Regions from separate parts of the Mus musculus genome. Here all the other regions are linked to region 7. Evidence: chromatin contacts called from public Hi-C, HiChIP or PLAC-seq and promoter capture Hi-C data. All regions are on one chromosome and are shown on one strand. Each heading gives the region's core, a stretch centred on a gene start, on an enhancer-like site or on the middle of the called end of the contact. The rest is flanking DNA. Distances are from core to core; before and after follow the strand shown.

Evidence for each region. Hi-C and Micro-C count contacts between places; a contact is called where the count stands out from the background. HiChIP or PLAC-seq counts read pairs in DNA pulled down with a chosen protein or histone mark. Capture Hi-C pulls out chosen DNA fragments and counts their contacts.
Region 1: a contact with region 7 is called in a FOXA1 HiChIP or PLAC-seq map of pancreatic cancer cells. The contact joins the enhancer-like site here to the promoter of Fgf15 in region 7. A contact is called at or near these places in 2 of 39 promoter capture datasets (embryonic stem cells and trophoblast stem cells), 1 of 15 datasets of contacts at CTCF or cohesin (embryonic stem cells), 2 of 484 Hi-C or Micro-C datasets (CD4 T cells and bone marrow-derived macrophages), 13 of 115 datasets of contacts at active chromatin or transcription factors (bone marrow-derived macrophages, craniofacial prominence, embryonic basal ganglia and 8 more) and 2 of 9 other capture datasets (adipose tissue and liver).
Region 2: a contact with region 7 is called in a promoter capture Hi-C map of adipose tissue. The contact joins the promoter of Ppfia1 here to the promoter of Fgf15 in region 7. A contact is called at or near these places in 10 of 39 promoter capture datasets (the 3T3-L1 cell line, the C10 cell line, the HPC-7 cell line and 7 more), 1 of 15 datasets of contacts at CTCF or cohesin (the NIH/3T3 cell line), 1 of 484 Hi-C or Micro-C datasets (embryonic stem cells), 16 of 115 datasets of contacts at active chromatin or transcription factors (bone marrow-derived macrophages, embryonic basal ganglia, embryonic forebrain and 9 more) and 3 of 9 other capture datasets (adipose tissue, embryonic stem cells and liver).
Region 3: a Hi-C map of bone marrow-derived macrophages shows a contact between it and region 7, with 30 read pairs. The contact joins the enhancer-like site here to the promoter of Fgf15 in region 7. A contact is called at or near these places in 8 of 39 promoter capture datasets (the 3T3-L1 cell line, the C10 cell line, embryonic stem cells and 5 more), 5 of 15 datasets of contacts at CTCF or cohesin (the NIH/3T3 cell line and embryonic stem cells), 7 of 484 Hi-C or Micro-C datasets (the C10 cell line, CD4 T cells, the HL-1 cell line and 3 more), 13 of 115 datasets of contacts at active chromatin or transcription factors (craniofacial prominence, embryonic basal ganglia, embryonic forebrain and 7 more) and 3 of 9 other capture datasets (adipose tissue, embryonic stem cells and liver).
Region 4: a contact with region 7 is called in an H3K4me3 HiChIP or PLAC-seq map of embryonic basal ganglia, with 3 times the contacts expected there. The contact joins the promoter of Tpcn2 here to the promoter of Fgf15 in region 7. A contact is called at or near these places in 4 of 39 promoter capture datasets (embryonic stem cells, hematopoietic stem and progenitor cells and neutrophils) and 11 of 115 datasets of contacts at active chromatin or transcription factors (bone marrow-derived macrophages, embryonic basal ganglia, embryonic forebrain and 5 more).
Region 5: an H3K4me3 HiChIP or PLAC-seq map of embryonic stem cells shows a contact between it and region 7, with 9 read pairs. The contact joins the promoter of Mrgprf here to the promoter of Fgf15 in region 7. A contact is called at or near these places in 6 of 39 promoter capture datasets (the C10 cell line, hematopoietic stem and progenitor cells, liver and 2 more), 2 of 115 datasets of contacts at active chromatin or transcription factors (both in embryonic stem cells) and 2 of 9 other capture datasets (adipose tissue and macrophages).
Region 6: a contact with region 7 is called in an H3K27ac HiChIP or PLAC-seq map of embryonic stem cells, with 2.9 times the contacts expected there. The contact joins the enhancer-like site here to the promoter of Fgf15 in region 7. A contact is called at or near these places in 4 of 39 promoter capture datasets (the C10 cell line, embryonic stem cells, liver and 1 more), 1 of 484 Hi-C or Micro-C datasets (bone marrow-derived macrophages), 3 of 115 datasets of contacts at active chromatin or transcription factors (embryonic stem cells and pancreatic cancer cells) and 2 of 9 other capture datasets (liver and macrophages).

Annotation. Positions count from the first base shown.
Region 1 is chr7:145,221,125-145,224,251 of GRCm38.p6, reverse strand. It overlaps a transcript of Tpcn2 not described here. Among named protein-coding and RNA genes, the nearest start is that of Smim38, 15 kb to the right of the region's middle. Within about 2 kb of position 1,836, at least 162 of the 459 cell types and tissues checked have an H3K27ac peak or open chromatin away from gene starts, as enhancers often do. A contact at or near this core is called in adipose tissue, bone marrow-derived macrophages, pancreatic cancer cells and 1 more, where this site is marked.
Region 2 is chr7:144,552,394-144,555,148 of GRCm38.p6, reverse strand. It overlaps Ppfia1 (protein tyrosine phosphatase, receptor type, f polypeptide (PTPRF), interacting protein (liprin), alpha 1), which reads left to right and starts at 1,420. Exons shown (of 32, transcript NM_001195086.1): 1 at 1,420-1,630; 2 at 2,616-2,755. The coding sequence starts at 2,616. It also overlaps the pseudogene Gm35626.
Region 3 is chr7:145,240,651-145,243,697 of GRCm38.p6, reverse strand. It overlaps a transcript of Tpcn2 not described here. Among named protein-coding and RNA genes, the nearest start is that of Smim38, 34 kb to the right of the region's middle. Within about 2 kb of position 1,552, at least 20 of the 459 cell types and tissues checked have an H3K27ac peak or open chromatin away from gene starts, as enhancers often do. A contact at or near this core is called in the HL-1 cell line and bone marrow-derived macrophages, where this site is marked.
Region 4 is chr7:145,282,111-145,285,261 of GRCm38.p6, reverse strand. It overlaps Tpcn2 (two pore segment channel 2), which reads left to right and starts at 1,251. Exons shown (of 25, transcript NM_146206.5): 1 at 1,251-1,411. The coding sequence starts at 1,351.
Region 5 is chr7:145,299,151-145,302,276 of GRCm38.p6, reverse strand. It overlaps Mrgprf (MAS-related GPR, member F), which reads right to left and starts at 1,368. Exons shown (of 3, transcript NM_145379.2): 1 at 1,285-1,368.
Region 6 is chr7:145,324,335-145,327,171 of GRCm38.p6, reverse strand. No RefSeq gene overlaps it. Among named protein-coding and RNA genes, the nearest start is that of Mrgprd, 11 kb to the right of the region's middle. Within about 2 kb of position 1,276, at least 11 of the 459 cell types and tissues checked have an H3K27ac peak or open chromatin away from gene starts, as enhancers often do. A contact at or near this core is called in embryonic stem cells, where this site is marked.
Region 7 is chr7:144,895,030-144,898,098 of GRCm38.p6, reverse strand. Fgf15 (fibroblast growth factor 15) reads right to left here and starts at 1,567. Exons shown (of 3, transcript NM_008003.2): 1 at 1,168-1,567; 2 at 880-983. The coding sequence starts at 1,420. Gm26793 (a long non-coding RNA gene) reads left to right here. Exons shown (of 2, transcript XR_003946907.1): 1 at 1-1,023; 2 at 1,194-3,069. RefSeq lists a cis regulatory region at 1,701-1,715, enhancers at 2,556-2,588, 2,609-2,960, 2,418-2,960, 2,935-2,981 and a promoter at 1,482-3,069.

The DNA of each region.
Region 1 (3,127 bases), core at 587-3,086, 330 kb before region 7:
GAGGCTGCAAGGTTAAAGGCAGATGAGGCAGAAGGCTTCTTAGAGGAAGCACTTTGAGAGATCAGAGGTTCATTGTTCTGATGAGGGAACAGCAGGAGTGACCCTGGGGAGAGCAAGACCACCTGTCTGCTCTCTCAGAGCCCCACAGAGGTCAACATATCCTCTGTTCACCCACCGCAGAGTGGCACACTTGGTGGGTGGAAGTGGTTGTGTGGTCCAGGCTCTGGATGCCCAAGCTCTTCACTGAAGTTTGTGCCATGGTTGTTCTCAGAGGCCCATTTAGTAAAGGCTCCATCTTCAGAGAGGTGCTACAAGGATGGGTGGAGCCTCTGAGAGGCAGCATCTAGGGCAGGCTTCAAGATGTGCCCTTGAAGGGTACTGTGCAGGCTTCTTGTTTTTTTCTTTAGGTGGATAAGGTGCTCTCTTCCTTCCTTCCTTCCTTCCTTCCTTCCTTCCTTCCTTCCTTCCTTCCTTCCTTCCTTCCTTCCTTCCTCCCTCCCTCCCTCCCTCCCTCCCTCCCTTGCTTGCCTCCCTCCCTCCCTCCCTCCCTCCCTCCCTCCCTCCCTCCCTTCCTTCCTTGCCTCCCTCCTTCCCTCCCTCCCTCCCTTCCTTGCCTGCCTCCCTTCCTTCCTTGCCTCCCTCCCTCCCTCCACCTCTTTCTTTCTGGATCTGGGGCTGGCCTGGAATTTGCTTTGTAGGCCAGGCTAGTCACAGTCTGATGCCTTCCTGTCTCTGCTTTCTAAGCGCTAATATGACAGGTGTGCACACTGTTCCTGGCTTATTTAATTTAATTTAGTTTTGGGAGCTAGGGCTTTACTATGCAAACCAAGCCCACTTAGAATTCATGATGATCCCCCTGCCTCTGCTTCCTCAGTGCTTGGAATAGGTGTGTGGTGCTAGGGATGGAACTCAAGTCCTTGTGCATGCTGGGAAAAATCCCTCTATCAACTGAGCCAGCTCTCATGGAGATCATTAAATAATAACAGTCCTTGATGCCTCCCCATCCCCATCTACAGACGAGGAGACTGAGGCTTAGAGAGGTGAAGGGCTTACCCAGTGAGTCCTGTTGGGGCTCAGACCCCTGCTTTGTGGGTGTAGAGAGGTAGCCCTGTGTCCTCTGCCTAGCATCCCCCAGTAGAAGAACATCTTTAGCCCTCTCCTTCTCTCCACAGTTCAGTGGGTTAGGCCAAGGCCCTGCAACTAGATCCCATGGTCATTCTGTGGGGCCTGAGGTGTATCACCTGGCTCCCATATGTGCCTGAGGTTGCTGGCTAGTTCAGCAGGGGTGAAGGTTGGAGAATGAGCTCTCAGGGCTAGCTGACCTCTACATGCTGCATACATGTCCACACTGTAGCCCGGCTTCTGTCCCATGAATCAATGTATAGGAACTCCTGCCAGGGCCCAGCACACAGTAGGAGTTTTGGGTATCATTTCGCATACTGGAGACAGGAGGTGTCCTGAGAAATAGAACCCAGCACCCGGTCTTCCTGGGTTGCTGGAGCCCCATTTAATTCTGCAAAGGTCAGTTTACTCAAGGGGTGGCAGTGCCTGGGGTGGTGCTTGGCTCTGAGAGCACTGTGTGAGGAGTCCAGAGAGAGCACTGGGCAAGGAGTTGGAAGCCTCATCTGCAAGTCCCCAGCTAACCTAGGCCACACTGCCCTCTCCTGGCCCATGTGCTCCTCACCCCTGATGTGGCCCAGGTAGACTGCTGGCCATGGGACAGGACCCAGACACTGCCTGCTGTTTACCAGGATTCTGCTTGGAGGGTTCCACCTCCTGCCTGCAGCCCTGCTGCGGGCCTCCTCCCCACTGTGTCTGACTCACAACTTTGCTATGTATGCAGAGAACATTCCTGAGCCCCCGCCCTGCAGCAGGGCTCTCTGTGGGGGCAGACTGCAGGGCTGTTCACTGTCCCTGGAGAAAGACTTTTGCTTCCCTAGAAGTGTCCCTCATTCTGCCCTTGGGCCTCTTGGTGGTGGCCACAGCCTGTTCCTGTCTGGGACCTCAGCAAGTGTGTGAGTGTGTGTGTGTGTGTGTGTGTGTGTGTGTGTGTGTGTGTGTGTGTCTGGGGATTTCCTAGGACTAATCACTAGTCATCTTACCACAGAGGATAATGAGTCAGAGCAAGCCAGTACACCTGGGTCATCTATGTTCATAGACCTTAGACAAGTGGGGTTGGCTTTGTGTAAGTGACAGGGGACATGTGGTTGCAGCAATAGCAGCTGCAGGGCCCATGCACCAGTGACAATCATCTACCCAGTAATGTCCACACAGCCTGGCCTTCATAGAAGCTCCTCTTGGTAGATGAAGTTCAGCTGTGTGGCAGAGCCAAGTTCTGTACTACAGGGACCACTGGGTCTTCCCTGTCTGTCAGCAAGGAACCCTCAAGGTTCCCTAAAATCCTCAAGGCCACCCCCAATCAATCCTCTATACTCAGCCCAGGTCTCTGTTTGTGATATTCTGCTGTCCTTCCCTCAGCTGTGGGAGTGTCTGGTACCCAGGCCCTCTGAGTGCACAGGGCTAAGTACTCACCCGCTGTCAGTGACAGACACTGCTTGATGCCTGGGATGCTTAGGATCCTCTGCCGGGACCTGGAGCCTACCCCTGCCCCCACTTCCTTGCAGGAAGGCTCAACAGCCCTGCTGCCTTTGCCTTGCCTTTTCCTCCAGGATTCTGGTCCTGGCCTCACCCCTCTTTCCTGGAAGAAGAGACTCATTGTTTTTGGATTTGCCATGGATCCTAGGAGCCAAGATACATCTGGAAACATCAGGGAGGAACACAGAGTACTGGAGTGAAGGGTATCCTCTGTGGGGCCTTATCTTATGCAGAGGAAGGGAGGTGTTGATGCTGTTGTATTGGGGCAGGTTATCTCATCTCTCTGGTCAGGGTTGGGGGGGTGGTCCATGCCATCTACAGTTTTTGGGGGGGGTCAGTCAGCACATCTGGCAGACACTGAACCTGGGTCAGTGCCCTGTGAGAGCCTTGCTGTGACTCAATGTGATCATCTTAGTGTGGTGACTCTTGCAGGAATTCTGGGAAGGGACAAACCAGTGTAGGTAACAGAAGGCACTGGACTGGCTCTAGCAGCCTAGGCCTTTAGGTTGCCTGCACCCTCCAAGAGGGCCTT
Region 2 (2,755 bases), core at 171-2,670, 340 kb after region 7:
TTTGTTTTTGTTTTTTGAGACAGGGTTTCTCTATATAGCCTTGGCTGTCCTGGAACTCACTTTGAAGACCAGGCTGGCCTCGAACACAGAAATCCGCCTGCCTCTGCCTCCCCAGTGCTGAGATTAAAGGCGTGCGCCACCACGTCTGGCTTGAGCATTTCCTCAAATCCAAACCTGAGATCAAGGCAACTGAGAACTTGTGTGCAGTGGCTGATAGTCCTTAAAGACTTTGCTGCTTCTATTTACATTCTGACTTGTTTTGTGGAAAAAGGTCTCATTATATAGATCGGGCAAAACTCAGAGATCTGCCTGCCTGCCTCTGCTTTCTGAGTGCTAGGATTTCAGGTGGGCACTATTGTGCTTGGTTATACTTGTAACTTGACTTTGTAATTAATTACTGACTTCTTGAAACAGGAATCTGCCCATGTAACCCTGACTGTCCTGGCTCTCTATGTAGCCTATACTAGTCGACAGTATTCTTGCCTTGGCCTTTGGAAAGTTTTATTGGCTTTTCAGTTATGGTTGATGATCATTTTGCTTTGGTTTCTGGACTATTTTATTGGCGTTAATTAAAAAAAAAAGTTTTAAAACAAGGTCTCAGTATGTACTCCTGGCTGTCCTGAAACTCACTATGTAGACAAGGCTAGCTTGAACCCAGAGATCTGCCTGGGTGCTGGGAATAAAGGCGTGTAGCACCAAGGCCAGCTAGCTTTTTATTTTTACGTGGAGTCTGGGAAATGGAACTTAGGTTCTAATACTTGCAAGAGTGACTGAGCCCTTACATTTTGTTGTTGTTGTGTGTGCGCGTGTGAATGTGAGCACATGTATGCACCCACACGATACATGTGTGCAGGTCAGAGGACAACATTCAGGACTATGTAGGTTCCGAGGATCTACTGCAGGTCTTCTGGGTCCTAGGGTTCGAACTCAGTCGTCAGGGTTGATGGCAGTAGCCTTTGTTTGTATTTTACAGGCAGAGTCTCCACCTTGCTGTAATTCTCCTGCCTCAGACTTCTGAAGGGTAGGCATAGAGGTAGAAGGTACCTTGCCCGACCTGTCAGCACTTTCCGGTTTTGCAGGTGGTCCGGCGGGACTCCCCAGAGGTCTTGGGTTTTGAGGGGGGGGGCGAGTGCTCAGGTGACGTCGGCGTTTGGGTGACGTCAACACACACACACTGGCGTGAGAGCACGGAAGCAGGACTGCGAGCTGCGCACACCTGCCAGAGATCTTTACCGGTGTTTCCACGGTCGCCCTGTCTCCGCAGGGGGTTGGCCTGCCGGGGGCGGGGCTAAAGCGAGGACTAGCCAATTGGATCTCCCGATAGACCGCCCGCCCACTACCGCGGATCTAGCGCATGCGCACGGCCCCGCGGCCAACCTCTCCCGCGGGGGGCGGTGCTGACGCTCGCGCCGACGCGCCGGACGTCGGGCACGTTGACGCCGGCGACGCGCCGGGCCCGGTTCTCTGCGCTCGCTAGTGTCCCGCGGCGGCGGGCCGGCCTTCGTGACGAGCGGGGCGGCGGGCCCGGGGGCCGGGCGAGGACGCAGCCGCGGGGCTGCGTGGGTCGGCCCGCAGCCGGCCGCCGCCCGAAGGCCGCTTCATAGCCCCGGAGCCGCGCCCGCCGGCCAAGGTGAGGGCGGGTGGAGCGGGCCGCGCTGGGTGGCGGGCCAGGGTCGGTGGGGCCGGGTCGGCAGGGTCAGTGTGCGGGGGTCAGCAGAGCCAGCAGAGTTGCGGCTAGCCTGGCAAAACGGGTTGATAGCAGTTAGGTCCGAGTTCGCTTAGACTGGCCAGAGTAAGTGAGGTTGGGGGCAGTGAGGCTGTGGGGTCAGCTGAGCCAGGCCGGGGCAGCGGGTGCTGCTCAGATGCACCTGCAGCGCCTTCTGCTTCATCCTCCACCCTGTGCCCTGACAGCATGCAATCTCTAGTTCCATCTCACCTTTTCCTCCTCCTCCTCCTTTTTTTTTTTTTTTTAACCTAGCCCTGTTGTCCCGACTTCCTAGATTCCCAGTGTGGGTATATTTTCTCTTTCTGTTCTTTTCCCCTGTCTTTGACTGTGAACTTATGTAAGTTGGGTTGGCTGACCAACCGTTACACAGCAGCAGGCCTTTGCTAAACACTTCTGTCCAGACTTTAAAAAGCCAATCCAGTTGCTTTTTCCGCTGATCACCAAATATCCAGCCCCACAAGTCAGGGTGCCTGCTAGTCCTTCCCAGGAGCTGACTGCACACATTCCTGGAGGATGCTTGGGTCCATAGTGCTGGTGTTTTGTCAGTTTCCAGTCTTCTTCTGTGGTTGAGGGACTGTTTGGAATCTCTCTTCCTGAGGAAACTGTCTTCAGCTGTTAAATGTGGATTTTAAACAGACCCCCACTGGTTGGAGGTGAGCATCCCAGCTCCTCTTGCTCCCAGGACTGTCTCCCCCAATCTGCTCATTATATTGACCTGTGCATGCTACTTCCCAGAGTGTGTGCATCCAGAGTGGATGATCGTCACGGATAGCTCTGGGGCTGTCAGCCTTTTTCTCATTAGCCACAGGTGGTGCTCAGAAAGCTGCAGGTTTGTGGAAACTCTTGTTCTGCACCTACTGATTGTGGTCTGTACCGTTCCTTTTTCAAGATGATGTGCGAGGTGATGCCGACCATTAGTGAAGCAGAAGGCCCTCCAGGAGGAGGTGGGAGCCATGGGTCAGGCTCCCCTTCACAGCCAGATGCTGATTCGCATTTTGAGCAGCTCATGGTTTCCATGTTGGAAGAACG
Region 3 (3,047 bases), core at 303-2,802, 350 kb before region 7:
ACACAGTTTGGGGGCTCCTTGACAGCACCCCCTTCACCTCTGCATCTATACAAAGGTGCTCCGTCCTGTGTTCACCTGTCTCAATGAGCATTTTAAGCAGTGTCCCTCCCCCAGGTGAGGTGTGCACTGGGACAGCTGGCACCTGTATGCAGACCCAGATGCCATTGATGTCTGAGGCCCCAGTAGAGCCTGCTGTGGGCTGGTGTCACTGGCACCTTGTAAACCCATAGGGCACCCAGAATTGGCTTGGGTAACGGGATGTGTGCCCTTCATAGGGTCCAGCTGGTAGTATGAACTGGCACCCAGAGGTGTTTTGCATACAGGTGAGGGCCTGGGGCAGGCGCAGATTATCCAGGAGATAGGAGTCCCAGACTAGGGTACCTGAAATCCCTGATCTGTCCAGCAGAGGACAGCAGAGCTCCAGCGGCAGTGGGTGGATCCTGTCCCAGTCCGCTCACCTCCCCACTCTAAGGCTAGACTGGTGGTTACCTAAATGATCTTTCCTTCCTATTTTCATAAAGGCTTCCTTCGCGGCTGGGCAGCTTTCCTTGACTGCAAGGCCCACGTGTATTGTCCTCTCTACTGTCCCCCCTTGCCCATCTGAATGTATGTGTAGATCTTCTGGCCTAAGGGACCCCAGAAGACTGTAGGGCAGGAGTGTGTCTCCAGGACTGTCTCCTCTCCCGGCCTGGCTTGTCCCTTGGTGTTCCTCTTGTCTGATGTGGTGTGTATTTAGGGGTCCCCTATCATGGGCTTTCTCTGGCTAGAATGTGAACCTCACCAGGATAGAGATGTAGTTTACTTTTGGCCAAGTCCCAGGTGCTCAGGGAGGAACTGGTATATAGAAAGATGCCCAGGAGGTATCTGATGGGCAGACTGATAGGTGGAGAAATGTGTGGGTGTCCACTTCTGGGTCAACCACATGGTTTCCACTGTGAGCTGCCGAAGGGGTCCAGTTTGGGATGCAAATCTGGCCATGTTCTGACATATCCTCTGTCCTCTATGGACATTGGAAAGTGTAGAAGGCACTGAACCCTGAATGGGGAAATGGTTGACCTTGGGCTGGGCCAGTGTTGGAACAGACTCTGGGGTGACAGTGACCACCATGGGGACTCTGACATGTGCAGTTTAATGTGCACACATGATTATCCTTATTTCCGTTTGACAGGAAGGAACTGGAGCTCAGACCTTAATAGATACCTTCCCCACATTAACATCCCCCGCCCTTTTCTGTGTGTATCAAAGCTGATGCCTCAAGAAAACAGAAACACTGGCCATGTGCGTGGACAGAGAAACCGCGATGGTGTCACTGATGTGGTAGGCAGCTCAGACTTGGCAGGGACGGGGTGGGCGAGGGGGAGGTGTGAAGTCACTGCCTCCCTAGGGCTCAGAGTTCATGGCCCATAGAGCCCAAAGCATTTCTCTAATCAGGTACCTTCAGCATTTTTGTGAGATGCCAAGAATGTGTTTGGGGGCACCAGGGACTGGTTGGCCTTGCTTTCCCCTGGCACATAAACTACCACATAACTAAAGGGCAGGGACTCCTCGTGACCACAGCATGCAGGGCGGTGATCTCTGCTCCAGCCAGTGGTGGTGGCTGGTGGCCAATGGAGGGGAACTCCAGGCCAGGCAGGAGTCCGGGTGGTAAAATTGCCACGGGGTAGGAGACAAAAGCCCTCCTCTGAATACACTGAGGTGGACTACTGGCTTCTATTTTGTTTCCTCTCATGCCTAAGTTCTCAGTAAAGTGACAGGGATGGATTCCACATGTTGAGAGCAATTGATCTGCCCAAACTCAGGGTGATGGGTGTAGTCCTGACCTCCTGGAGTAGCCTTGGCTTTGAAGCCAAGCTTGCTGCATGGCTTTTCACTGCAAAAAAAAACCCACCTTCCCATTCTGAGTCCAAGGTCAAGGTGGGCTGGTGTCCGTAGCCTTTGAAGGTGCAGGGAAGATTCTCCCTAGCTTTTGGGGTTGCTGTTGTCACTTACGTTGTTGCTGTGACCTGACAAAAGTGACTTAAGGGAGGAGGACATCACTGTGGCACACAGTTTGAAGGGATACAGTCGTTGTCACCCCCACCCCACCCTGCCAGCTCTCCTCCCACCCCGTGAGGAAGCAGAGAGGGGAGTGATGGTGTTCAGTTAATTTTCTTCTTTTTATTCACTCCAGGACCCTCAGTCATGCAATGGTGCCACCCACATTCAGGGTGGGTCCCCCTCAGTTAAACCTCTCTGAAAGCCCCTTCACAGATATACGGATAGGTGTGTCTCCTCGGCGAGTTTGAATCGAGTCAGGCTGCTGCTGAAGGATGGATCCTCACACTGGGTCACTCCTGCCCCACCCCCATGTATTGTCTGGCCTCCCCTTCTTCCCAGTGTGCCTACCTCCTTTTACAAGGATGCCAGAGCTGGCCTTAGGACACATATTCCAGTGTGAGTCCAGCTTATCTGATCACACCTGCAAAACCCTGACTAACCAAACCTATGAGGTAGGCTGTGTGTGGGGTTTTGGGACACGCTTGGCTTAGCACGGGTGTTTTCTCCGACAAGCAGCGTTTTCTTGCTGGCAGGTCCTCTGGCCTCACACAGGGACTGCCTGCTCCCAGTACTGTTATGAGTGGACAAGTGCTAGATGTGGCAGATGGAGGTGGAGAGGAGGGGAGAGGAGAATGTAGGACAGGGTAGCTGTGACATTCCTTCTCAGCCCCAGACTACTCTGTACCTGGTGGCAGTTGGACCTCTATGAAGTTTGTCATATATGATGATGGGAACAGATCTCTCTATGAACCCAGCCACTCGCTGGTTCACAAAGGTGATTGCAATAACAGAGATTGTTCCTGGGAGAACAGGGTCAGCTTCTTCAGAGGAGACCCAAGGATCAGTCTTGGGTCCTCCCTCTGCCAGGTGGTTCACATGCGTTTTGTACTTTTGTACAGTCGTCTTTAGATGGCAAATAGGGACTATCCCTCCATTGAGTGTCTACAGGGCCTCCTGAAGACAACTTTCTTTTCTCTGGAGACTGCTCTACTTCATGATGCCTCAGTAGT
Region 4 (3,151 bases), core at 2-2,501, 390 kb before region 7:
ATGGATCTCAGGCCAAGCTTCAAGAAAATTAACTCAGCCTGTCTCCTTGATGGGTCCACGGTGGGTTTTTTCCTCCATCTCTGAAGAATATCTCACAATGTGGCTGAAGACAGGGTTCAATGGTGAAATGTATTTGTCATGTAAATCTGAAAACCTGAGTTCAGTCCCTGGAACCGACTCCTGAAAGTTGTCCTCTGACCTTCAAGTACTATGTGGTATGTCTGAACCTGCCTGCACTTGTATATATACACAGACACGCACATACACATGAACACATACGTATACACACATAACAACAACAATAATAATAAAAGAAAAAATTAAAAAGATCCCAGTAGAGTGACCATACTCTGATTTCAGCCTTCTGAGGCCTCAAGAGATAGTCCTATCTTTGGACTTCTGATCTCCAGGCAACAGATTACAGCTCTCTCTCTCTCTCTCTCTCTCTCTCTCTCTCTCTCTCTCTCTCTCTCTCTCTCTCTCTCTCTCTCTCTCTCTCTCTCTCTCCTTCTCCTGGAATTAACTAGTAGTAGGCTGTTCCCAGACTGACATCAATCCTCAGGTCTCTGCTACCTGTAGTACTGGGATTCCATGTCTGTGCATCAACATACCCAGTTTCAAGCTTTAGTTTGTTTAATTTCTGGAGAAATTCAAGATTCATTTTTGTGGGGCATGACCTCTGTGGTCACTCCCTTGTTCACAGTACTCACATGCGTCAGAGTCACGCAAAATGCTTGCTTAAACACTTCTGGGCTTTGAGTCACACAAAATGCTTGCTTAAACACTTCTGGGCTTTGGGTGTAGCAGGGGTTGAGAGCTTGCCTGGCGTCTTATAAGGCTCTGGAAATAAAAAGCAAGCAAGCAAGCAAGCAAGCAAGCAAACTCAGTCAGTCAGTTACACATTCAGTCAGTCACTCAGACAGTCACTAAGTCAGTCAGTCAGTCAGTAAGTCCCTCAATCAATCAGTCAGTTATTCATTCATTCACTCAGTCAGTTATTCACTCACTCACTCACTCACTCACTCACTCACTCACTCACTCACTCACTCACTCACTCACCCACTCTCTCACAAGAAGAGATTCCTTCTGACATTCCTAGAGCTGGGACGGAATAGTAGTCATTTGCATTGATTGAAAAACTTCCTTGATAGCCTTAGCTTCTTTGCCTTCTGCCACTAGGTGCTGCAGAGAAGCGGAGCGCCACCCATTGGGGGAGGGGCTTGTTGCTTCCGCCTTCCAGAGGGATTTCTCCGTTCTCATTGGCTGTTGCTGGGAGTCATCACAGAGCTCCTCCTCCGGAACGCCTGGCTCTCGCGGCTGGGACCAGGTCCGGCCTGTTACATTGGTGGGATGGCGGCAGAAGAGCAGCCCCTTCTGGGCCGGGACCGAGGCAGTGGCCAGGTCCACTCCGGTGAGTGAGGTGTCACTTTCAGTTTTACTTTTCTTTTTTCCTTACTTTTTGAGACAGGGTCTCAAGTAGCCAGGCTGACCTTGAACTCCAGATCCTCTTGATTTGGCCTTCCAAGTGTTGGGGTTACAGCACCACTCTAGCTTCTTCCTCATTAGGGAGAAAAGCGTGCTCCAGCCCATGGTCCCCAGGCAGTGAGTGGCCGAACATCCTCTGAGAGCGACTTTGGAGCACTGCTTTGGCTGCTAAGGGCTGAAGCTGGTAACCTAAGGCCAGGGAGACTTCCTTCCTTGTTTTCTTAAGTGCTTCGGAGCCTTCTTTCCTTTTCCCTTCCTTGGTCAGGGACATTGCTGAGCCCAGGGAGAGTGGAGTTAGCCTCCCAGTCATCTCCAGAGGATGCTGGCTGACAGGCAGGAGGATATTCTTCTCATTTTCCAGATGAGCAAACCTAGGCAGAGAGAGGGGAGGGGGAGAGGGGAAGAGGGAGAGAGAGACAGAGTGAGTTGTGCCCTCCTCACCTCTGACCTACCTAAGGTCACAGCCCTGCCTTCTGGTGTGGTCACTGCCCTGTGTGTGCTGGTGGCCTGGTCATTCAAACTTCCCTTTCTGAACTTCCTTTCCTCCCTGTTTGGGAGCAGACTGGGTTGGCACACTGGCCCCTGTCTACCCATAGCCCGTGCCTTTTCACTGAAGAGTGAGGACATAGGGTCCGTAATAGGAGACGAGGAAGCTAGACACTGAGGTGACCACATGTCCACCTACTCCTCCCTCTCTGCTGAAACCACTCGTCAGGGACAGGGCATATGGTTCAGGGGACACATACTTGGTGTTAGGCATCTGGAACCTTTCTGGGGCTGCCAGTTGCTGAGTGTGGGTCTTCGTCGGGTTACTTAGCTGGAGTTTCAATACAAGGGGTAGTAACAGACTGGTGGGGTAGGGGACACATTTTGAGGATCCAAAGAGAGATTTTGTGGCATCCAGTGCGTGGGTCTTAACAGATGTCCATGATAGCAGTGCCATGCTGCTTCTAAGCCTTGTCCCTGCAGAGTGGACAAGCGACAGGTTTAGCTTTCTCTGTGGAGGCAAGACTCAATGCTGGGCATTGTCACACAAGAGACTCACTCTCTGGGAAGGCTGGGCAGTGTTGGATGAGAAACTCTGGAGGGTCTTTTTCCAAACACTGTGGTTTTGGGTAGGGCTGTTGAGAACCCAGACAACACTCTGTATTTGCATCTCCTAGACTGGGCTGTCTATGAGAATGAACCTTTCAGTCTCCAGGTCAGCATCCAGTGGGTGAGAATCTCCGCTCTGAGTTTGGCTGACCTGTGGTCAAACTCTCAGAGGGGGTAGATATTGCTGCAGGCCTGCCTTCCCAAGGATCCCAGGGGTCCCTACAGATGTGTCCTGCTAAACCAGGCCCACCTGACTGGCCCCTGTCAAAGGTTTCACAGAGTGGTTTTTATCTTGTTCCTGACTGCTGTAAAAGAGGGGGAGGCTGTTTATAGGCTTTGTGGGCTAACTGCAAAGTGGAGGACCGTCATCTGTGGGTACTGATGGGAAAATCGGGGAGGAACCTGTGCAGAAAGGTGAAGGACTTGTGCAAGGTCACACAGCATGCTGGATAGGGACGAGGAAGCTAGACACTGAGGTGACCACATGTCCACCCACTCCTCCCTCTCTGCTGAAACTAGAATGGCTGTGTGTAGAGAGAGAGGGGGGCAGAGCAGGTCTAGACCTGGCTGA
Region 5 (3,126 bases), core at 119-2,618, 400 kb before region 7:
GCTGAACCTCCAACTAGACACATGCCCCGTGGGACAGATGAATATGCTCCCAGGTCAACTCTATGACTGGTTTGGTCTCTATCCACGGTCCCTGTCCTACTCCAGATTATTTGCAAAGTTATTCACTCACACAGAGAGATCCAGAAGCCAAGTGGACCCCAGATGGGCCATATTAAAGATGTGTGTGTGTGTGTGTGTGTGTGTGTGTGTGTGTGTGTGTGTGTGTGTGTGTGTGAGAGAGAGAGAGACGTGTATGAGGATGTGTGTATGGGGATGTGTGTGCTCTGGGCAGGATCTGAGCCATGACAGAACCCACTTCACTAAAGCCCATGGAAAAGGCTCCCATGTCTGCACCCCTGGCTCCTCCCCTCCAAACCGATAGTGGGCCACCTGTTTACCTTCTTAGATTGACAGTTGGACAGACCAGCCCTAAGGGAGCTGTCTTGGTCATTTCACTTCTACTACACCATACCCCAGTCTCTCTCCTCATGCCTTAGCTATGACCCGGCCTGGGCATTGGCCAGTCTGCTGCTGTCCGGGATACACAGAAAGCCTGTGTTTCTGCCTAAGACTCAAGCCTTTGCTCACAACTTGACAGAAGACTTTCTCTGAGGGGGAACAGAACTCTCTGGCAAACAGCTTCATGTGAAGCCAACACCAGCACCAGACCTGGCTGGAGGGGAAGAAGCTGAGACTATCAGTTGTCTGACCTTGTGTTGCTAGTCCCCAAATGCCCCCAACAGAGTTGCCCACTGCTGTCCTCATGGCCAGCGGCATCCCTGAGCAATGAGAACCAGAACTCTGCACTTGGACCATCGCCCACTGGGTGTTCCCTTCAAACTCTTCCAGAAACCCGGCTTGGATGTAAGGTTGAAGGAAGGATAGGGAGCCCCCACCCTCAGGAGGACAAGATGGGGGCTGGAATTGGAGGATGTCTTGGGGCTAGAGGTAGAGGTAGGGTGTCATCTGAGTAGGGGATCAGGAGATGCAACACAAGAGGGGGACTCTTAAAGCCTCCTATATCCCTGGGATACTCAGACCTGTGGGAAGAGTGGAACAGGTCTTCTAGATGGGAACAGCTTCACTCTAGGGTTTCATGGCTCTGTGCTCAGAGAGGTGGGACTTCTGCAAGCTGCCTGTCATGGCAGTGGCCATTTCCCTGCCTTGAGGCTGCCAATCTCAATTGCTTGCCCTGTCCAGCCTTCACCCTACAGCCCCTGATCCTGATCCTGAAGCCCCTGTCCCTGGTCTCCCTCCCCTAGTCCCTGGGTCCCAGAGTGCTACCTGTGGCTGTCCTGATCCTCCGAGTTCCCTTCGTAGAGATCTTCTCCTGGGACTCCGAGTTTGCTGACCCACGGGCAGCAGGCTAGCCAAGTACTGCCTGGAGCCTCGGAAAATTCAGGCTCAGGGTGGAGGGAGGACGAGCCCTCACCCGCCTTGCCTGTTGGAGATGGCTTTGGAAACAGAACCCGCCCCAAACCCAATTCCAGGCCAGGCAGAAGGGGGAGGGGAGAGTTAGAGGAGGAGAAAAAAGAGGAGGAGGAGGAGGAGGAGGAGGAGGAGGAGGAGGAGGAGGAGGAGGAGGAGGAGGAGCTGAACAGTGATGAGGCTTGGGGAAGGAATGCCCAGTTCAGGAGCCTTTTCCCCCATCCCCACTGGGAACTCATCTCTCTGCCTGATGACGTCACGTTGGCCTGAGCACTGGGGCGGGAGTCCAGATGTTAGTATCTAGTATCCTGCAGCTCCAGAGGGCTGCCCCAGTAGAGGGAGCTCCGGGTTGTCACTTGCTTGATGCCTTCAGCCTGTTTCCAGTGGGCATTTCAGGGCAGGTGGTGATCGTGGGGAGGTTATAGGGAATGTTCTCTCCATTATTTGAACTGACTGAGGGACTGGCACAGAGAAGCCAAGAAGCAGCAGGTGAGGGAACTCTATGGAGAGTGGGGGAGAAGTGTCAGAGAGAAGGCCACATGACCCAGATGGCACCAACCCACCCCCCTTGCCACCCCAGAACCTTCCTGGGGGACCCCTGGGGCCTGTGGAACCAGGAATTCCCTTCTCTCTAGCTCTAATAACAATCAGATGTCACAAATGGAAAATCACAGCCCTTGCTCACTTGGGCTGAGCAGGGAAGTTGGCGAGCAACCATGCCTGGTGCGTGTGCTCCTCAGTGAAGATGAGTCACCCTCCCCCACGAGAAGGGGTCTTGGAAAAAGTTAGTGGCCAGGGCATGGAGCCCAAGCCTGGGTGGGTATGGAGGGAGCAGAGGGTTGGCGATGAGGGTGGGGTGCTGAGGCCTTTTTCTGCCCTGGGCCAACTTTCTCATGACCCAAGAAGCCTGAGGGAATGCCACACTTTCCTATGGGAGTGAACAGTGCCCAGATTGGGGGAGGTGTGCCTTGTGGGCATCTTACAGGGAGCCCAGAAATAGATCTCTTCTTGCACCTGCGCTGGAGCCTCCTCCTTCTGCCCATGAAGAAACCTCTCTGTCCCTTGCACCAAACTAACCTGAGATCAGGGAGCCTTGGATGGTTGCCTGTTTGAGGCCAGCTGGCTTCCTGGGACTTGGAGGCGGGGCGGGGTGTGGGGATAGGGATTTTTCTGAGATTCTAGAGGCTGAGAGAGGTTAGGCAGGCAGCAGGGAAGGATGGTGACCCTGCCTCCTCCACCAGAGCAGGCAGCTGTGTCCCAGCTGGGCCACTTGTTTACACTGGGAGGCGGGGGGGGGGGGGGGAGGCCTAAGCCCAGCACTGGCCAAGTATAATTGCGCTTGGACACTTAAAAGGAATTGTGTGAAGTGGGCAGAGGCTACTGAGTCCTCAGCCTTATTTGGTTTGGAAATATGTTTCTTTGACAAAACAAGAGAGAGGTGCTTATTAAAGGGAGCTTGTCTTCGGGTCCCTGAGTTTGCAGGGTCCCTGAAGCTGCTGACCTGTCCACTGGGGGTGCTATGGCCATGGCCCATGTTCATGAGCACTGGAGATTCTTTCTCTGAGCTCTGCAGACTGGACAGCCTGGCAGAAGCACCATCACCATTCTCTGAATCACAGACACACCTGCTGGCCAAGTCCTCACAGCAAGGGACCAAGGATCTCTGAGTCCTTTTCATTCATCCCCTTCAGGAAGGTT
Region 6 (2,837 bases), core at 27-2,526, 430 kb before region 7:
CAATCCAGAATTGGAGGGCTCACCTGTGATCCAGATCTTGAGGCTAGAAGACACAAGTTTCTGACCTGGATCGTGGCATGGAGATCTTAAGGCATCGTGGCCATGAGAAGTTTAGGCTCAGGTGAGGTAGTACATGCCTTTAATCCCTGGAGACTGAGGCAAGGAGATCTCTGAGTTTAAGGTCAGCCTGAGACAAGCAAGTCCCAGACGTGGTGATACACACCTTTAATCTGGGACACACTTTCTGCTGGAGGCCTACATAAGGATATTGGAAGAAGGAAAATTCTCTCTTCTTTGCCTGCTTGCCTTGTGGGACTGAGCAACTACTAGATCCTTGGACTTCCATTCACAGCTGCTGCTAACCATTGTTGGGAGCTGGATTACAGACTAAGTCATCAACAAATCACTTTACTATATAGAGACTACCCATAAATTCTGTTACTCTAGAGAACCCTGACTAATACAGTGTGTGTGTGTGTGTATGTGTGTGTGTGTGTGTGTGTGTGTGTGTGAGAGAGAGAGAGAGAGAGAGAGAGAGAGAGAGAGAGAGAGAGAGAGAGAGAATGAATGGGTTAGTATAGATGTGTGTGTGTGAATGTGAGTATGGGTTAGTGTAGGCCTGTGCACGTGAGTATGTAAGTGTGAGTATGGAGGTGGACATTGCTGTATCTCTTCCATTGGTTCCACTTCACCTTCATGTTTTTGAGGTAGAGTTTATTGAACCTGAAATATATTTTAGTATAGGCTTAAACATCAGAGGTAGGAGAAAGAGAGACATACTGGAGAAAGTGAAGTGCACCCAAGACATAGGTGTTGGCTTCTAAAGAGAGTAGCAGAAGGCAAGACTACCCAAGGGTGGTCTAATGGACTCAGGGCAGAGCTGCTGTGATGTATGAACATTAGCCACACACACCCTGGGCTTTACTGCTGTGAACAGACACCATGACCAAGGCAACTCTTCTAAGGACAACATTTAATTGGGGCTTGCTTACAGGTTCAGAGGTTCAGTCCATTATCATCAAGGCAGGAACATGGCAGCATCCAAGCAGGCATGGTACAGGAGGAGCTGAGAGCTTTATGTTTTCATCTGAAGGCTGCTAGAATATTGGCTTCCAGACAGTTAGGATGAGAGTCTTAAAGCCCACACCTACAGTGACACACCTACTCCAACAGGGCCACACCTTCTTCTAATCGTGCCACTCCCTGGGCTGAGCATATTCAAAACATCACACACCCCTTTGGTGGCCTCAAGTTACATCTCAATAGGTTGCCAAGGACTCCTCCCCTGCTCTCCTACTCTTCAGAGAGGAGAATTGTGAGTTGGCTCTGGGGATGTGTTGGGTGGGTTAAACCTGATAAGGTGAATCCAGGAGCCCTGAGGGCTTCGTAGTGACTTGGGGCACACCCCTTCCTGTCAATGGAGTTCTGGGAGATCCCTGGAGGATGCTGGCTCCCAGATGGGAGGGGAAGGCCTGGGCAGTTAGTTTTGGATTCTCTACTTTGCCAGCCAGGGGCTTTAACCAGATTCCTGGGTGCAGGGCTCCACTCCTGTTTTGCACCCCAGGATTTTTTCCATCTTTCCATCACGCCTCATGATGACCTTAAAAGGGAGATCATTGGGTGAACACCTGGTTCTCAGTGCCTTTTCTCTCTAATCTTGGGTCTGGACAGCCCCTTGACCCTCTGGGAAGCCAGCAGCTTTCTAGCCTCATCTCCCACCATCTGCTGGTCTAGTCCTCTCCATGTGGTACTTACTGTTAGGGTTTCTGAGAGGTCTGGGATATGACTAAATTTCCCATCTAGCTCCTAGTACTTTGTGGCCAAGCCCCTGTGCCTCTGGCCTTTGCCCCAGCAGTGTGATAGGAACCGCTCAGGCCACTGTTAGACCTGGATTAAGAACAAGCACGGGCAAGCCTGTAATCCCAGAGACTCTGGAAACTGAGGCAGGAGGATTATATATGAGGCCCTTCCTGGTACCCTGATAAATTTAACTAACCCATTCAAACTCTGCTAATCTAGTTACTACCGCTCAAACTAGTAGTTTATATAGAGTAGAAAATTACTAACAGCTACACCTGCCTAATGACTGCATACAGGTGTGATGAGGTCACGTGTCCAATAAGCTTTAAAAGAAATAGAATTTAAAACACAAAGAGAGGTCCAGACATGGTTTTGTTGAGAAAAGCCAAACCTAGGTAATAGGAGATTGGATAAGCTCAAGGCCTGTCTGAACAAGTGATGGAGACCCTATCTCAAAAAGGGGAAAGCTGGGTGTAGACTATTACAATTCCAGCACTCAGGAGACTGAGGCAGGAGGATAACAAATAAAGGTCAGCCTGGGCTACATAGTTTAAGTCTAGCTGGGGCTACTTAGCAAGGCTTTGTTTTAAAATAAAAAGTAAAAAGAAGGCCGAGCCCCCATGGTGGCTCACAACCACCTGTAACTCTAGTCCCAGGGGCTCTGACACCCTCTCCTGGCCTCCACAGGCACTGGGCACACCTGTGGCACACAGACATACATATAGGCAAGACACCTGTATAACAGTCTGCATTTGGTGATGGCAGTGAGGGTGGGAGGAGGGGTAGCTTGAGACTAGGTCTCTCTACAGAGCCCTGGCTGTCCTGGAACTCACTCTGTAGACCAAGCTGGCCTCAAATTCAGGAATCTGCCTGCTTCTACCATGCCTGGCTTAAAAATAATCTTTTAAAAAAGAAAATGACTGAGCCTGTCACTCGCTGTTAGCAGTCTGATATGATCCCCAAGGTGGACCATTTTTGTAATGGAAGGGGATGGAGCTCAAAAAAAAAAAAAACAAAAAAACCCAAATCAAACAAAA
Region 7 (3,069 bases), core at 318-2,817:
TACAGGCAGGAGATTTGCTTGGGCCTGGGTGTCAGCTTTCAGCCAGGCAGGGGACCCCCTCCTCTGAAGCCCCTTCCTTTCTCTGCAGACCCCTTTCTTTCTTTCCTTCTTTCTTTCTTTCTTTCTTTCTTTCTTTCTTTCTTTCTTTCCTTTCTCTGTGGTCTTTTCATGTAGATAAATCAACTTCAGAGCCACAGACAATTTGGGGACTCTTAAAGAAACAAAACAACAAAAACGTTAAGTCCGGTAGCCATCCTTCCCCACTGGGGGACCTCGCACTGGTACTGCCAGAGGTAGGGCTGAAGGCTTCTTTGAACCCAGCCTCTATTCCTACAGAGCACTAGCCTACATACTTCATGACTACCGATTTTTAGGGGTTATGTGAACCTAGCCATCTCGCCTCACTCCAGTTCCCCCAGGTCACAAGCAGATGAGCATCTTGGGTACTTTCTAAAGTATCTAATTTTTGCATCACACCATGGACCTAAGAAAAATTGATTGAAAAGACCCTTCTTTCCTTTTTCTTTTCTTTTTTATTTGAGGGAGGGGGAGGAAATCGAGGACCACGAACACGCAAAGCCAGGAGAGGAGGCTTTCCTGTTCAGTATCAAAGGGGCCGAAAGCTGAATGGGACTCAGCAGTTAGCCCAGTCTTTGGGAAGATTAGACAGCTTCTCTGGTCTCCCTGCTCCCCCGCTACAGCCTGGGGCCATCACTTTACGCAGGGCGGGCAAGAGCAATATTAGCCCCACTATCATTGGTACCTTGCCCTCGAAGTTCCTTTTGGACCTGAGCAGGAGGCGAAAGAACAAACAAACAAACAAAAACAATACGGACCCAACGCGGCCGCGAGCATCCCGCCGCGTGGAGGAACACTCACCAGCCCGTATATCTTGCCGTCCGCGCTCATGCAGAGGTACCGCACGCTGCTGACGTCCTTGATGGCAATCGTCTTCAGAGCGACCGCGCGGAATTCCAACAAATCTGCGAGCAAGAGAAAGATGTTGCCGGGCCCCAGCAACACGTGAGTACAGCGGGGCCACACTGCATCGCCCTTCCCCAGCTCCAGTCTGGAAGTCAGGGGTGGGAGGATGTTAAGGCCACGGCGACACACCCACGTGCTTCTGGGTCCTAAGGGACCGGAGGGGACGGGCTGAATGATACTCACTTCGTTCGTTTTGGTCCTCCTCGCAGTCCACAGAGCCGTCGCTCCGGATTCGGAGGAAGCAGTTGGAGACATAGGGACCAGCGGAGTACAGGTACTGCAGGCGGGTAATCTTGCCCCAGCCGTAGAGAAAGAGTGGATCTTCATCTGACACAGACTGGGATTGCTGAGCCAGGGGACGCCCAGACACAGCCAGCCACAGAGTGGCCAGGACCAGGGCTCGGGCCACCGCACGCCCGTTCCACTTTCTCGCCATGACACCTCGGGGTCCTGAAGGCCGTTACAAAGGTGGCGCGGAGACTGCGATGCGGCGGGGACTCAAGTTGCAGGCGCAGGGCAGGCACAACCCACAAAGCAACTGGGCGCTTGTGGCGTGGGGCGCACAGAGTTACTGCTCCGACAGTGGGGTGGCTCCGGGCACGCGGCCTTATATACGTTTCGTCCCGCGGGCCCCGCGGGTAGGTGACCCGGGCATCAGAGCATTTCTCCTCCTAATTGCATCAAGTCTCCGCCCCCCGCACACACCCATTCAAGCCCCAACCCAGTGACCCCGCCCAGGCCGGCCAGATCTGGCAGAGGAGGAGCCCCCCCTTTGCGACCCTGGCCTGGGGAGCAAGTGTTCAATGCACAGTATCTTGGTGGTTATTGAATAGGCTATTTTAATTTTACTATTAATTATTGAGGTCTTCAGGCCCTGGGCTTTCAGAGGGATGCGCGTGGGACAGTCACAGAGACTAGAAGGCACGCAGAGCTCTGCCTCCGTAGCCCCCTGTTTGAGTCTTGAATCTCTCCTTTAGCACGCTATCGCAGATCCTACCCTCCCTCATTCTCCCGGCCCCAGACCTAGGCTCCCTTTTCATGGATATTTGCCCTACAAGGTGGAGACCTCGTGAGAACGTGTCGCACGCACTAGGTGGCGCTTCAGCCCTAGTTTCGGTCTCCAATGTGCTGCCAGTCGCTGTCTGCACGTCCTCTGCCTGCCTCGCGCGTGGACTCCACAAGTGGAATGTCACTGGGGCTGCGACTTTTGAGAAGGGTGGACTGACCAGCGTGCAGAAGCACGGCAGGCCGCGGGATCCCCTCTTGGGTCGATGATCAGGCCCTTGAGTCTGTGCGCGGGGGACAGCTGCGTACCGGAGAGGAGGGGGCCAGCTAGGAGCAACGGTGGACGCTGCTGGCGGCCGGTCAGGTGGGAGGAGAATGGGGGCTTCTCCTAGAGCCGCTCTTGCAAAGAAAAGGAGGCAGCCTGCAGAGAATTCCCCTGCCTGAAAGAAAGGGTCCTCGCAGGGGGCTTTGGCTCAGCGCTTATCCTTTCTCATTATGCCTCCAACCCCCCAACTCCTGTATGTGGGGCCCCAGGAGGCTGGTTTGGGTAAAAAGGTACTGGCCTAGCTCCGTGGTGATGGGAGGTCTGTCTGCAGGGGCGGGACAGCAGAGAAATGGCAGATCTGATGAATCTCAATGAGGAACACGCCACTTTCAGACGCCATCAGTGACTGGCATTAATGACGGAGCTCTGGGAGAATGTCATCAGGAAAGCCTTTACAAAAAGACATCACCGAAGGCTCTCAGGACCGGGGACTCCCATGCTGTGAGGCTTGTTTTAGAGAGCGATGTCTCCTGTAAAATCTAATTACTTCTCCCTTGTGATTCTCAATCGACAGCGCGGGCTATTAATCTTAATTGCCTTCTCCTGACGCTTTTGTTTTAATGTCCGTGATAAATGTGGGGTACCAGGGAGGTTGGCAGAGGCTTTACTGAAGAGTCCCCCCAAATTGGGCTGGAGGGTGGCATGCGGGTGGCAGCACCCCATCCCCACTCTGCGCCCTTCTCAGGGACTCCCAGAAGAGTTAGAGATGTTGGTAATGGAGTGATCAGAGGAAAGTCTGTTGGGTCACTGGGGGC